Regions from separate parts of the Mus musculus genome. Here all the other regions are linked to region 1. The links are chromatin contacts, called in public Hi-C maps. All regions are on one chromosome and are shown on one strand. The core of a region is the stretch at or near the end of the contact, and the rest is flanking DNA. Distances in the headings are between cores, read along the strand shown. Region 1 has its middle 230 kb from the start of Gm34499. Region 2 has its middle 76 kb from the start of Gm34499. Region 3 has its middle 18 kb from the start of Gm34499.

The links. Hi-C and Micro-C count contacts between places; a contact is called where the count stands out from the background.
Region 2: a contact with region 1 is called in a Hi-C map of muscle stem cells, with 2.4 times the contacts expected there. The contact joins two enhancer-like sites. A contact is called at or near these places in 3 of 39 promoter capture datasets (the 3T3-L1 cell line and liver), 13 of 484 Hi-C or Micro-C datasets (the HL-1 cell line, Sertoli cells, cortical neurons and 6 more) and 2 of 115 datasets of contacts at active chromatin or transcription factors (heart atrium and pancreatic cancer cells).
Region 3: a Hi-C map of liver shows a contact between it and region 1, with 2.6 times the contacts expected there. The contact joins two enhancer-like sites. A contact is called at or near these places in 2 of 484 Hi-C or Micro-C datasets (both in liver) and 3 of 115 datasets of contacts at active chromatin or transcription factors (astrocytes, fibro-adipogenic progenitors and kidney).

What each region holds. Positions count from the first base shown.
Region 1 is chr14:45,991,472-45,994,525 of GRCm38.p6, forward strand. No RefSeq gene overlaps it. Among named protein-coding and RNA genes, the nearest start is that of Gm34499, 230 kb to the right of the region's middle. Within about 2 kb of position 1,345, at least 18 of the 459 cell types and tissues checked have an H3K27ac peak or open chromatin away from gene starts, as enhancers often do. A contact at or near this core is called in liver and muscle stem cells, where this site is marked.
Region 2 is chr14:46,143,684-46,146,774 of GRCm38.p6, forward strand. No RefSeq gene overlaps it. Among named protein-coding and RNA genes, the nearest start is that of Gm34499, 76 kb to the right of the region's middle. Within about 2 kb of position 1,313, at least 53 of the 459 cell types and tissues checked have an H3K27ac peak or open chromatin away from gene starts, as enhancers often do. A contact at or near this core is called in muscle stem cells, where this site is marked.
Region 3 is chr14:46,201,328-46,204,387 of GRCm38.p6, forward strand. No RefSeq gene overlaps it. Among named protein-coding and RNA genes, the nearest start is that of Gm34499, 18 kb to the right of the region's middle. Within about 2 kb of position 1,709, at least 3 of the 459 cell types and tissues checked have an H3K27ac peak or open chromatin away from gene starts, as enhancers often do. A contact at or near this core is called in liver, where this site is marked.

The DNA.
Region 1 (3,054 bases), core at 95-2,594:
AGACCACAAGTGAATAAATTGCTGTCATTATTTCATTATAGTTTTAGCTTTGGGTTTGTTTACTATTGCTGTCATTGTTGTTGTTTTGTTTTGTTTTCCCAGATTATCGGGGAGGTGGGGTGGAAACCTTAAGTGTCTCAATCAAAGCCAGGCCAGGTTCCTTTTCTTCACAATGCATTTCTGCTAGACTTTAGAAGCCAAAGTTTGTCTGACCAGCTGCTTCTGATCCGGTTTCCACAAGTCTCGATGGAGCGAAACAGGCAGCAATTTACTGTAAATGTGTTTGGGATTGGCTGAAAGCTAGGAAGCACTAAAGGATTCGCCTTTATTTGGCAACCACAGAAGTGTCCTCTAACCTTCAAACCCTGGATGGAGGGAGACCGACAAAGCATTCCTTGCTGGCTCCTGCTTTGAACACACTGGACTCTTGAAGGAATTTTGGGCAGAACAGCTTCTAGAAGGTCCTTTCACCTGCTTCTCAAGCTACATTGAGAACCCCCCCTATCCCAGTCCCAGTTCTCCAACCAAAGCCCAAGTCTACAGACTTCATCTATTTCTCCACGGCAGGAATTGGAGAACAGCAAGATTTTTGAGAACTGCCACGTCCTGCCCTCAGGCGGACACCCTGACCTTGTGAAGTTCAAGTGAGGAGTCTGCTCGAGGGGGAGGTCTTTCACTGACAAGCAAGCTGAGGGCCTGAGACTGAGTGCCCGAGGGCTTGCATCCAGGACTGGTTACATAAGAGAACTTCCAAGAGAGGACAGAACATAGTTTTCAACAAATAAATAAGGCAAAAAGGCTGCACTCACCAGTGCCACAGCTGGGAAGCAACTGTGAGCAATGAATTTCTCATGCTAACAAATCCAAACTCTTCGGAAAACAGATGATGAACCCAGGGCCTGGCACTGGGACTCCTGGCAGAAGCTGCAAAGCTTCAGAGATGGAAGGGTATCTAGAGACGACGAGTTCACAAACACAGCTGAGGGCCAGCAACCTGCTTTCCTGCCCTGCCTGGCCTGGCCTGCCTGGGTGGGTCCCGTCCGTACAGGGTTTCTCCAGGAGGACCGCAGACGAAACACACCTTCATCTGCAGCCCACACACTCGAGAGAGAGAAATAATTAAACAGTTTTTCTTAACCTTCTGACCTCTTCATTTATTATCGCCATCCATTATGTGTACCTTCTCGAATCACAGAATCCCCAAACTGAGCTCTGGGGTCAAGGGTTTATTGTTTAATGGAGATAGAACATTTTGTAAATTGCACGGAGTCACAATGTTTATAATAGACGCTTCTGGTGTACTGAACCTCCCCATTTAACAAACAGTGAGCCTTGACATGTGTTCTTCCTACAGAGCAAAAATCCGGGGTAAGTGCAGTATTGGCATGAATGTGTTACCAAATCCTTCCTGTAAACCCAGTGACATCTGCAGTCAAATAAAAACATTCCTTTCCCCAAATACCAGGAAATGCTGAGAGGATCACTCATCTTCTAAGGTCATGCTTAAATGAAGTTCTGGCTTTGAGAACACACAGCGAGGATGAAGAGGGCCAAGAATTCTGTCCAGTACACATCGGCTGCTACAAGCCTTTGGGGACAACCTCTTGTTTCAACTATGAGCCCGTGTATGGAGAAGCTTTTCCTCGAGTTTAACCTTTGAATGAAAAATGTCAATATTTTAAGAAATGTCCCCACATTAAAAAAAAAATCCCTGTTGTCTTTAAAACAAAACAAAACAAAACAAAACAGAATTTGTCCTTTCAAGTCAGAAATGGATTTGCTTGAAATAAAGCAAACATCCACAAAAAGGTACCCCACCAAAATTACTCATGTATAAAATCCCTACAATTGAGCAAATATCAATATTTTTTAGTAAAGAAACTTCCTCAAAGGTTGGGAAAGTTGTGAAGAATCCTAAGAAGGACTGTGTTAGTCTAACAACTTAACCCTTTGTGTCAGAGAGAAAAAAGAACCGTCCATGTGCGTATTCTGTTCTTTGGGGAACTTTGTTTCGTGATGGTTACGTGCTACCATATGCAATAAAAATGTGACTGATGCAAACATTACAAAGAGTGACTTGCCATGAATTATTTGCATAACTTCTATCTCACAATTAAATAATTGGTTCATGGTCCAGGTTGTACTTAAAACTCTCAAAGGGGGGAAAAAAAAAGAAAGAAAGAAAAGAAAAGAAAGAAACCCACAGTTTTTACATTTTACATGTTTACTGCCTCGGGAAGATTTTCCAAAACAACCCTTAACCATAGTCATTCAGGCTTTTCTCACCTTCCTGAGTTTGAAAGAATCTTGTAGTAGTTAATGCTAGTTTAACACACTCCCTGGGTTGCTTTGATTGCAGCAAGTCGGGCCATATTTGATTAGCCAGCAGGTGTCACTGTGGGTTTGGGTGGCAACCCGACTGACCACAAAAAGAATGATGAGGAAGACAGGGAAAGAAATGAAATGTGAAAAGCAGGTTCTGAGAGGAAAAGCACAAGGCACTTATAAAATCTGTGGCCCCTCTCTTCAGCCTATCAAGAATTCTGTACCACTCTCATGCTGAGAGCCCCAGAAACATAATTCACATACATAAAGGAAGTGGATGCCTTCCATTACTGAAGTCAGCTTCAGTGTATATAAAATAGTGACAGAAATGAGTAAAGCTGAGAGATGAATTCTTGTAGCCTTTGCTTAATCGCTCAAGTCTTAGCTATGTATTTCATCTTTTTAAACCATAGAGATCATTGCTTTATCTCAGAAATGGTGACTGTCTTCCAGCTTTTTGGTAGGTTATAGACGCATGGCCCCGAATGAGGTCTTGGCTATCCCTAACCTCAGTGGGAAAATAAATTCCAGTGCTTCATTCACTGAAGGGGCATCTTGGGCCCTTCTTCCATCTTTATAGGATCTGGGTTACTCATTTGCAACAAAGCCAGCCTATCCATGCCATCCTCCTGAGTACATGGAATTTCTTCATAAATAAAATTTCAATTGGTAAAATTAACACATATTTCTTAAGAATGGTTGGCCATAAAACCTCCCTGAGCTGAGAGG
Region 2 (3,091 bases), core at 63-2,562, 150 kb after region 1:
GAGCAGAGACCAGGAGGATTCTGGGCGCTCTTGGCCAGCCACTGCAGCTGAAACACTGAGCCCTGGGTTCAGTGAGAAAGCCTGTCTCAAAAATAAGGCAGAGAAGCAACTGTGGACAATATCCTGATATCAATACCCATATATGAACACAGGTATACAACACACACACATACACACACACACACACATACACACACACACACACACACAGAGAGAGAGAGAGAGAGAGAGAGAGAGAGAGAGAGAGAGAGAGAGAGAGACACCATGAAAAAGAAAAAAAGAAAAAGGGGCAAAGGCCATTTTTAGCCCTGGATGGTAGAGAGTTTAAGCCAGGGTGCAGGGAGCAGAGTCTGAAAATGGCTCCTCCCTTGTGATGACAGTGTATTTGGAAGGATCTGAGAGGATGTTTCCAAGGAAACTTAGCAATGAAGTCCCAGACCATCATCTCTGACAAGAAGAAGAAAGGAGGGTGGGGTTTCTGTCTGCCCCATGAGAAGATTAAAAAGAGGAAATGAATTAAATTTTACATTAATAACAAAGTAAACATCTTTGTTTAAAACAACAACATTGTTGCCCCTGCAGCTATTGAGCCTCAGCAGACAGAGCCAGACGAGGGCTGCCCTAACTGCCCAGATAAGACCTTGCCAAGAGTGAAAGTATCAGCAAGAGGAAACGTATGCTAGACTACAACAAAATTAATTTCAGTGAGGGTATCACAGAGAACAAATTATCATGTCTGATAACACAGAGTCCTTGTAAGCCAAAGGACAAAGATAACGCTCAAGTTCAAAGACTTGCCGTTTACTTTGCCTTGAGTGGACTACATTTATTCTGAACACAAGAGGAATAATTAAGGATGTTTCCTGTGCTGTTTCTGATATTAATTAAAGCTCACCAAGGAGACCTGATAGGAGAACAATAGCAATGTAGCCAGTCAGATAGGAGCACAGATTCATTTGTGTTGCTTACTGCATGTCAGCTAAAGAATTTGTCTCCGGGCATATTTGAGAGCCACTTGTTTGTGACTTTGGTTAGAAGACTGTGAAGTAAAGTGCATTTGTTTTGTTGACAATCACTATTCATTTTTCATTCTACGGAAAGGAGACAAAGGGAAGCCCAAATGCAGAGGGACACAGCTCGTGGCCAGGTCCTTTGGCAGTAGCCAGTGGTTTGTGACGATCTGATTACCATTGTTTGGCCACTCACATGTGATTGCTTTTTATTTTGGATGTATTCGGGAAGAATGTGGGGTTGACAAAGCACTCAGGAATGAAGGTTTCGGCTCTGTGTTCTCACTCCCAGCTATGACTCATCTCTCTAATGAGGTTTGAGGGCAACTGTGTAACGCCTGTGTCTCAGTGTTTCATCTATAAAATGGGAATGGTAAGCACCACATGAACTACCAGGGGATTTTTGAAGTTACCTAATGAGTGTGAAGGTATTTCAAAACAAATAAGGCAATAAGGACATATATATGTATTGTAATCTTTTTATCTCATTCTGAAAGTTTTTTTGTTGTTGTTGTACAAAACAATGGATTTCATCACGGTATTTTTATACAAATATTTCTTGTCAATAAAGGTTGACAAATGATTTATTTTTAAGGAAGGAAAACATCTCTTGGGAATGAGCTTTCACAATACAATAAATCTCATTTCTCTTGGGTGGTCTTAAAAGACCTGAAGCTAAGTGCTGGGACAGGACAATCTTTCCAGGTTCCATCAGGTTCTCTGACTTCATCACGCCGTGCAGATCTGCTCAAATGTGCACACTGTTCGTTCTCATGTTCAAACAGCAGCAAAGTACCACAGTTCCTGTGCATTTTAGAAATTGGACAGCACTCCTGAATGCTGACTAATGTTTTAAATTGCAACTACTACAGTTCTTTCAAACCTCAAGGAATGTTCATAAATCTTAATCTCAATTAATTTTAGCAAAGCAGTGCCAGGGTCATGTTTCAATTAAAATTTGACCGAAGCCCATAGTCCTTGGGAAGGCAACATAAAGGAACTGCTTTCAAACACTGCAGCGGGAGAGGAGAGCAACGACAATTGAACGTTTGTACAAGTGATCTAATAAGCATATGGATGGGTACGGAGGCCAAAGCTGGCTGCCAGTTCTGCAGCTAATATTTCTAGAAGTCAGCATATGCTGATCACTGTGTTCCTGAAAACGGTTTCAGAAAGTGAAAACAAATGATGGTTCTCTGGCTTTTGATTGGCTATGTGAGCAGCACTTCGAGATCACCCTGAACTGGGAGGAAAGCAAGAAGCTTATCTATAGCTGTATGGGATTGGAGTGAATGCTGGGACTCGACGTCATCACTTTCTGAGTGACTAGCTCTCCAACCTTAAAAAATGAAAATGATCCTTCGATTGTGTATCAATTGCACACATATCCGGGGAGATGAAAACATGGGATTTTGTGTGATATTTCCTAGTGAAAGCTGGAAGAAGTATGATTTTTCTTCACTTCAGGAAACTAAAGCCTCTGGGGATTTCTCAGTGTTTAATTTGGACAAAGTCTGTGAAAGCGTTCAGTATTTACCCTGGTGCCACGTGAAGTGTGTGCTTTGGGCCTGAGTTGTCATTTCGGACTGAAATGTGAGTTTCCATTTGAAAAGATGTAGCTTTGACTAGGAATAAACTGTCACAGGCTGCTGAGGAGATGCCTGGAACTCTCAAATTAGCATCTTTCTAGATGGCCTCTTTCAAGACCACAATGCTTGGAGGAGGTGCAAAAATTGGAAAATTAAGACTTGCCCTAAATAAAAGGGTTGTGCTACATCTGGAGAAGCCATTGCTTTCTTTTGTTTTGAGAGACCTGATTGGAGGCTTCATGTATTTACTGAGCTACTGTGTGTGCTCTGGTGTGAGGTCGTCTCTAACCAGGAGCCCCAGTAGAGAGCAATAGCGGCTCTGAGGGCAGGTGGAGGAAGATGGTGTTTAGTAATTCCACTTCTTCAGCTGTTCTCAAGAGTGTCTCAAAAGAAAGGGAAGTCTCTTTCTTTTTCTAGGGTCTTGGTTAGGGTTTTCATTGCTGTGAAGAAACGCCATGACCATGGCAACTCTTATAAAGAAAAAAACATTTT
Region 3 (3,060 bases), core at 459-2,958, 210 kb after region 1:
AGCTACCAACTTAACCAGAGGAAGCCTTCCTGTATCTCTAGCAGAGCAATGTTCTAACATGGAAAGTATTGGATGCAGAAAACCAAAAGAGAATTTAATAAATGTATGCACTGACACAAACATTGGGAGCATAAGCAATAGTAGTGTCTTGCATATTCTAGAAAAAAAAATAATACTCAAATGCTCTATTACAAAGACACAGGGTAAGCTATCATCAAAGATAAGCTATTGTGAGATATTTATATTATTTGGATGGATAATAAATGTATTTTGCAAATTAAATCTTGTAAAATTTTAAAATGAGGACTAAATATTTTCAAGTAACTAAAGGAGTAAAATATAACATCCCAAGCTAAATAAAGAGAAAAAATATGGAAAAAACTATTTAGACATGCAAACATGCAAATGTCAAAGCCCCAGTGACACACCTGCTCCAACAAGACCACACCTCCTAATCCTTCCCAAATAGTTCCACCAACTGGGAACCAAGTATTCAAACATAGGAGCTTGTGGGAGCCATTCTCATTCCAACCACCACAGTTGCAGACAAGGGAAGAATACATGTTCTTACTGTGTCCTTCAGCACAGTACTAGAAGTTCTGGCCATTGAAGTCAAACAACAAAAGGAAATAAAAGGTACCTACGTCTAAAAGTGAGAAATCGGACTGTTCCTATTTACAGAAGACACTGTAGCCTACATGAAAAGTTTAAACACTTCTTTTTAAAAAGTGTCCATGGAAGTTGGACGGCTAAACAGGGTGGTCAGCTTGCCTGGATTCAGAATCACCACCGAACCACAGGTGGGTATGTCTCTGGGGGTGTTCTCAGAAAGGTCTTAAGGCTTTAACTGAGGGTATCAGTTTAACTGTGGCTCATATCATTCCATGGGACGGGGCTCTGGATGAAATACAAAGCTGAATTTGAGCTGAGCACCAGCATCCACTTCTCGCTGCTTCCTGAGTTTGGATTTAATGTAACCAGCCACCTCCAGCTCCTGCCACTGTGTCTCTCCTTCCGTGGTGGGATGTGCACTCACCTGTAAGCCAAACGGAACCCTTCTTCCTTAAACTGCATGCCAGGTGTTTTTTTGTTTTGTTTTGTTTTGTTTTTGTTTTTGTTTTTTTTTTTTTGACAGCAAGAGCAACTACTACAGAAGTAACACATAGTTTAGAAACTGGAGCAGGATGTAAATGTTCTGCCTTGGGTGTGGTTTGTTCTCCAAAGTTTCATGAGCTGGTAGCATGATCCCCAGCATGGTGATGGTAAGAAAACATAAAGCCTTTGAGAGACAACATCTAGGAAAAACTAATTAGATTGGAAGGCCATTGCCTCTGAAAGAGATGAACTCTGATCTTATATAAAGTGAGTTAGCTCTAAAAGAATAGGCTATTACAATATGAATGCAGACTAGAGAAATGACTACATAGCTAAGAGCCCTTTTTGCTCTTGCAGAGAACCGTGGTTCAATTCCCAGCACCCACATGGTAGCTCATAACCATCTATATCACCTGTTCTCAGGGATCTGACACTGGTTTCTGACCTCCTCAGGGACCACATGCACATGGGACATTTACATACATGCAGGGGAAACATCCACACAAGCAAAGTAAAATAAGTCATTTATTTTAGAAGAATCAAGCATGTCCTCCCTGCATGCTTGGTCAGTTAGGAACACAGACCTCTGTCCTTTGCTCCACTTGGCTGTCACCCAACAGAGTCCTCACCAACGTCAAAAGAGAAACAGAGCTGCCCGATTTTACATGTTTAGCCTCTAAAACTGTCAGCTAATTAACACCCTTTCTTCAAAATTACTCAGATTTGGAGACATTGATAAAACAAAACAAAGCGACACAAAAAGTCACTTCTGCTTCTATGAACCAGTAACAGCGTACACGAGGACAGACGAAAAGCATGGTGTTATTTGCACCTTTTCAAAATAAAGAAACCCTTAGTGAGGCCTCACAACCAAAACAGATTTTCATGCTAATGAGTGAAATTTAAAAATACCTAGGTAGTTAGAGAAACATTTAATAGTAGATAGATCTCTCAAAATCAATATATAGTAAAGATTTCAACCCCTCCCCCAAAAGTGATATATATGTTTACCATAAGCTTTATAAAAACCTTGAGGGGAGGTAGATATTTACCAAATTGTCATAAAATTTATATTCAATGTTAAGAGAAACTAAAACATGTTGAAAGAGGAGGAGGAGAGGGAGAAGAGTCGCCTTTTCTGAGTCAAGACCCACTAGTTATAGTAATCAACCTTATACAGATCAAATTCTAAAAATCTAGAAATGGCCACTGAAGTGCAGCCAACTGAGTTTCAACAAAGGTTAAAACATAGGTGGAAGAAGGGTGTTGTTTTTCATAAATGTTATAGAAGCCATTAGTCATCCATAGGTTAAAAACATATAAATTAAATAGGATATCTGAAAATTAAGTCATCAACTCAAATGATCATAAATGTAGTGTAAAACAGAAAACTAGAGGGGTTGGAGTGATGGCTCAGTGGTTAGATCACTTGTTGCCCTTCCAGAGGACCCAGGTTTGAGTCCCAGCACCTATATAGAGGCTCACAATCATTTATTATTCAAGTCCCAATGCCCTTTTCTGATCCCTGGGAGCACCAGGCATGTTCATGATACACAGATATATATTCACGCAAAACACTCATACACCTAAACTAAAACAAATAAACCATAACATGATAAAAATAAACGATACAATGATTTTTCAAAAATAGCAGAGCAGAAAGTCTTCTAAACTCAGGGCTTGAAGAACTGCATGTAGGCATAAAACATAAGCAAAATCCATTAGACCAAAGTATGTTATGCTGGACTTGATTGAAATTAAATGTTTTATTAAAAGGAGAAAAGACAGCTGGGCTGGTGGTGTACACCTCTAATCCTATCACTTGTGGGGGGGGGCATAGGCAGGTGGATCTCTGAGATTTTAAGACCAGCATGATCTACATACAGAGTGAGTTCCAGGACAGCCACCGCTACATGGAGAAACCCTGTCTCAGAAAAAAACAGAGTCAGGCTAGAGTGATAAGGA